2 separate regions of the Rattus norvegicus genome follow, and region 2 is linked to region 1. A link is a contact called in public Hi-C data. All regions are on one chromosome and are shown on one strand. The core of a region is the stretch at or near the end of the contact, and the rest is flanking DNA. Distances in the headings are between cores, read along the strand shown.

Region 1 (2,700 bases), core at 180-2,679:
CAGCACTGCCAACCACTCATATGCTGGGAGTAAGCAACACAAGTCTTTAACTAGGTGACTTTGAAGCCCACAGCACCAGTTCCATTCCAGAAAGAGGTAATGTGCTTTATGTAGAGAGTCTCTCAATGCCTTCTGCTATGGAGTACTATCTACCAGGGAGATGAACAGATTGAAAAATGTGTAAGAAGACTCGTGAAAAGAAAAGTTGAAAGATGCTATTTGTGACCAGAGGTATTAGAAGCCTGGAGTAGAATGGAGCAGTCTTTCCTAAGAAATTTGCCAAGGAGGGTTTGGAAGAAAGGTAGGAACATTGATGAGTGACAAGAAGGCTGGATAGTACCTTGGCTTGGCATAATGATGTGAGAATACTAACGGACATCAGAGAAAGCATAGTGACATCCTTCGATCTGTGTGGCTGCTGTAGCAACACAGGCCTTACCAAGCCAGGAGGCAGTCTATGATCAGTGGTGACCCTGTATGGTAGTAGCCGAGACTTCCCTGACCATTGATTGGCAACTGGTCACATACTTTTCCCATCTCAGCTTTGTGTTCAAAAAGAACCCTACAAAGAAGTGGCTTGGATATGGCTCAGTCAGTGAAGCATGAGGACCTGGGTCCGGCACCTCAGTGTCTGCTCAAAATGTCAGACATGGCAGCTCACCTACGAGCCTACTGCTGAAAGGCAGGAAGAGGAAAATCCTGGGGGCTTGCTGGTCAGAGAGAATAGCTGAATAGACCTAGTGATCGAGTCTACCCAGAAACATAAATGGAGAGCAATAGGTGAAGTCATCTAAGATAGATCTGACCTCCACGTGCACACACATGCACATACATATACATACAATTATAAATGAACACTCCATGGAGCTGTCTTGTGAAAATTTACCACCCCTAAACTGAAATAACGTTGGCCCTAATCTAATGACCAGAGACTTCCTGAAGGAGACTTTGACTTCCTGCTAGCAGTGGTCCAAGACTCTGCTGACCAATCAGAATGCTAAGAGACAGAAGTGGATGTGTTGCCTCACTGGAGAAGTTGATCATATTGGTTATTTAGATTTATTACATACACTGACAGGACAGTGTACACTGGCTAGATACCATGATCCAGGCAGAATAGTTATTAGGTATTTCAACTGAAGAAACAAAAACACTTAGACAAAGTGGGTTGCCTAAGACTCGAACTCTAGGAAGTGAATGAGCGGGCTCTTTCTAATGGAGATGATTCCAGGTCAGCAAGAAACAGCTACCACTGCATTTCCTCCTTTGGACTGAAGTGGACGATTTCACGAGACCTGGCAGAATGGTCCCTGCATGTGAGCGGCAGTATTTCACAAAGGTGCCCTGTGTTTTCCACTCCCCTACATGTACTTGGGTAGAGACCAAGCTCGAGGTTCTGCTCACATGCTTGTGGTTTGGCTCCCGGCTGGGGATCACATTCTCTGCTCCACAGGGCTAAGCCAAGGATCCTGCTTGCAAAATACTCCTGGTGTCCTGGTGCCACCTCCCGAAAAACCTGCCTACAATACCCGCGTGCATGGCAGGTGGGGTTGGCCAGATTGAGCCCTGGCAACCAGGACAAAAAGATTATGTCTACTCTTTCCCCTACTGAGTTTCATAAGTCACAGGCTTGATTGTTGCAATATGCATTCAGGAAAAGCTTTCTGACACAAGTTAATGAAATTGAAGAGGCACAAGGTACAAGAGCAGAGGCAACATAGTAATTTGCACTGTTTTGTTTCTGCTAATAATCTTAGCAGAGAAGGAGCAAGTTGTCATGTACTTCAGCTCATAGGTCCCTTTCCTAGACTGATCATCACAATGTCACATTAGTATCTCTCAGTGTCTAGATCTGAACCATTTTCCACACTGCTTCAGCAGATGCTCTGATGGGTTACCGTGTAAATATTGTCTCTCCTGAGATGGGCAATGTGGCTTTCTGTAGAAGACATTTGCCTTATTCTGGGGGTCAAGATCCTTTACATGCAATATCTCTTTCAATGAAAAGGGTTTAATCATGGGTGGCATCAGTGTCTCTGATTTACACACAATAGAAGCTTTGAACAACAAGGATTTGTGCTATTTGTATATAGCACTTCTGTTAAACCACAGACTAAGAATTCAAACTCAACCATGCCTAGGGGCTCACACCTTTAACCCCAGCACTTAGGAGGCAGAGATAGGAGGATCTAGGGGTTGGAGGCCAGTCTAGTTTATGCAAATGAGTTCCCCAACAACCAGAGTTACATAGAAACCCTATCTCAAAAACAAAGTTGAAAAGAATTCAAATTCACAGCTGCCTGGGTTCAAAGTGCATGTTCATAACTATTTTGCTCCTTTAACCGATGTCCTAGGGTAAAAGAGAAACAGAGTTTCAAAAGATAAATTCAAAGCAGATATGCATCTCCATATCAACCCTATTTATAAGCAGTCCTTTGATTCTATTTTTGGAGAAAGACAATAAAACAAATAGCCATATGTTCCCTTTTTAACATGTAAGGTTTCTTAGCACATCTGTTTAGTTTAGAGAATATGAAGTATTGACTCCACTGCGGATTAACTCATGCCCGTGTCCAGGAAGAAATTTGACGAGTTTTATTTAATTTTAAATAAGGTGATACCATCATAAAGCCTTTAAATATGCCTGATCCACCAAAATGCTTCTATGATACAGCAGCAGCAGCATCTATGCACTGAGCA
Region 2 (2,700 bases), core at 18-2,517, 520 kb before region 1:
TGTGGAGGAGTTTCCCACAGTGACCTTTCAACACTAAGGAGTAGACCCTGTAGGTTTTGTTATCTTTGTCAATTTGTCCTACCAATTTTGCTCCAGACTCTTGAAAAGTCTAAGCATGGACGAGGCACAGTTCTCACTTGTGAGGGCCCTAAGTTTAACAAAAGGTTAATGATCGGCAAGAGTTTAAGCTTCTGCTAAGCAAGCGTGCTGCAAGTTCATGAGCATGTGTGTGAGTGTGTGCTTGCCACACATTCCTGTCTTTATTGCTGGTTTCCAAGGAGCTGGTGAGCTGACCGCTGAGTCATTTACATGAGAGGCGTGTGTACTGTCTGGTGCATGATTATGACAGCTGAACTGATAGAAAATTTCTGTGAATTTCTTCCCAAGCCACACACCACCCAGGATGGACAAGTTGAAAAAAAAATTATAACTGAAGTAGATTTCTTCTTGTCACCTTTTTGATCGTTGATTCTTATTCACCCTTTTCTCTGTCCTGAGCTACCCTGCAGCCTCTGACCAGGGGCAGTCATGTGCCCTCTTGTGACCTCTAAGGACTCATAGGAATCTGATTTTCCTACAGATGGCTGCCAGCTTGGTCTTGGAAATCTGATCCACTCTTGGATCTTTTGCAGGCTTCACAGTGGCATTTCAGGGGAGGCGCCATCCAGATCTCTGCTTTACTTGTGCCCCAATATGTACAAGGACACTGCCTTGGCATTTCAAAGACCAGCTCTGCCCCTGGGGAGGCTTGCTGTCCCCAGCAGGCCAGATGCCAACACCAGCTCAAGTGCAATGAAGAAACAGCGTATTGGGTGGTTTGGCCAGTTGAGCCCCAGTGGTGCCTATTAGAGCAGAGCATGGTGACACATCCGAGTTTCAGATAGCTAGATAACTGTGTGAGATTTAGTTAAAAGGGGTTCCCAAGCTTGTTCTTCTTTCCCAAAATGTTAAGGATTATGCTTCTCTAGGAGACCAAAGAAATGGAATAGTTCTAGAAATCCTGGCTTCTCTGTGCCATTGTGCATTTGATGAGAATGCAGAGGCATCCTATTGATTGGCCATTCCCAGAACTCATAAGAGCTGAGAAGGAGCCTGAAAATTTGCATTGTTTCAAAATGCAAAACATGTTTTTCTGAGGCAGCCTTGGATCCATGCCTTAAAGTTTCCTTCTATCTCAAAGCAGTATCAGTCTACTATTTCTGGGCCAAACCTAAGAGTAGCCTGCAAGGTCACATGAGAAGACAGGAGGAGGGCCAGGCCAGACCTCAGTTCTCCTGGCACCTTGTCCACTGCCTGTTCTCTGAGCTGAGCTGACTCAGACCCAGACCAGTGCATACCATGTGAGCTTCAAAGGGCAGGTGATGACTGCACTCAGTGTGGCAAAGGCAGATGGGTGCTTACAAAGCTTTTAGGAGGCTCTGAAAATAACAGTCATTGTCAAGAAAGCTGTAAAAGGAGAACCGGAGGGAAAAGGAACCAGAAATCAGGGACTGAAATGATGAAACAATACACAGGGCTAAAAATGTATGGAGATAACAAAGAGTGAGTCAGAGGGGCAGGTGTGGGTAGGTCCTTTGTTGAGTCAGGCCCATGATCCTTCAACATTAGTCATGGAACTGGAGAAAGTAGTCAGACAGAGGTCTGTTTGGAGAAAGATGTAGATCCACTTCTCTTAACTACACAAGAAGGGTAAGGTCATAAGGTGGGCAGCCAGAGGAATGGTCATATGCAAATAGCGTCGACCTTCCTGGTAAAATACTAAGGTGATTCAATGCCCCCACTTGGGATAAAAAAACAAAAGTATCTCTAAGTCATGGTCAAGATATAAAACCGAAGAGAAAATTCAAAATACCTTTGAGTTACTGAGCATGTGAGTTATGCCAGGAAGCGGACTTCGGCTGCTCTGTCCCCTAGAAACAACAAAAGTGACATTGAAGTCTTGAGAGAGGATCTCAAAATTTATTCATTCATTCATTCATTCATTCACTCATTCATTCACATGTTTGATAAAATGTGCAAAGGTATAAGATTCTTTTTGTATATGAAACATGAGACTCTGCACACACACACACATAAACACACACACACACACACACACACACACACACACACACACACACACACACACCCTGAAATCATGGTGGATTGTGGTGAGGCAGATGGAAAAGGTGAGTAGGGTACTGGTGTTATGCTATTATAGGTAGATTTTCTTCTCTCTGGGCCTCACTATTCTTACCCATAAAATGGAGCTGTCTGTTCTCTCCAATATCATAATTACTATGAGGGGGGATTTCAAATGTCTTACTCCTTGTAGGGTAACACTCAATGCTGTCTCATTTTAGAATTTCAGTTACTGAGCTTTTCCTGCAAGAAGGACCCAAGTTAGATCCCCAGAACCCACACTTTAAAAAGCGGCAGGATGGTGGTGTATGCTTTTAATACTAGTGCTGGGGCAGGGGTAGGGGTGTGGAGAAAGCAGAGACTGCATCGATCGCTGCTGATCATTGGTTAACCTAGCCTCCTTGCAAACTCTAAGTCAGCAAACAAAACAACCAAACAAACAAATAAGTAAAAAAATAAGTAAATAAAAGACAAGGTAGTCAGTATCTGAGGAGTGACACCCAAATTTCTGTCCAGTTCTTCACATGCACATGAGCACACACTGTGCACACACAAGTCATGTACACACACATGCAGTGA

The links. Hi-C and Micro-C count contacts between places; a contact is called where the count stands out from the background.
Region 2: a Hi-C map of psoas muscle shows a contact between it and region 1, with 5 times the contacts expected there. The contact joins two enhancer-like sites. A contact is called at or near these places in 2 of 12 Hi-C or Micro-C datasets (liver and psoas muscle).

The regions. Positions count from the first base shown.
Region 1 is chr14:63,592,285-63,594,984 of GRCr8, reverse strand. It overlaps a transcript of Ppargc1a not described here. Among named protein-coding and RNA genes, the nearest start is that of Ppargc1a, 41 kb to the left of the region's middle. Within about 2 kb of position 1,429, at least 4 of the 93 cell types and tissues checked have an H3K27ac peak or open chromatin away from gene starts, as enhancers often do.
Region 2 is chr14:64,113,783-64,116,482 of GRCr8, reverse strand. No RefSeq gene overlaps it. Among named protein-coding and RNA genes, the nearest start is that of Ppargc1a, 480 kb to the right of the region's middle. Within about 2 kb of position 1,267, at least 7 of the 93 cell types and tissues checked have an H3K27ac peak or open chromatin away from gene starts, as enhancers often do.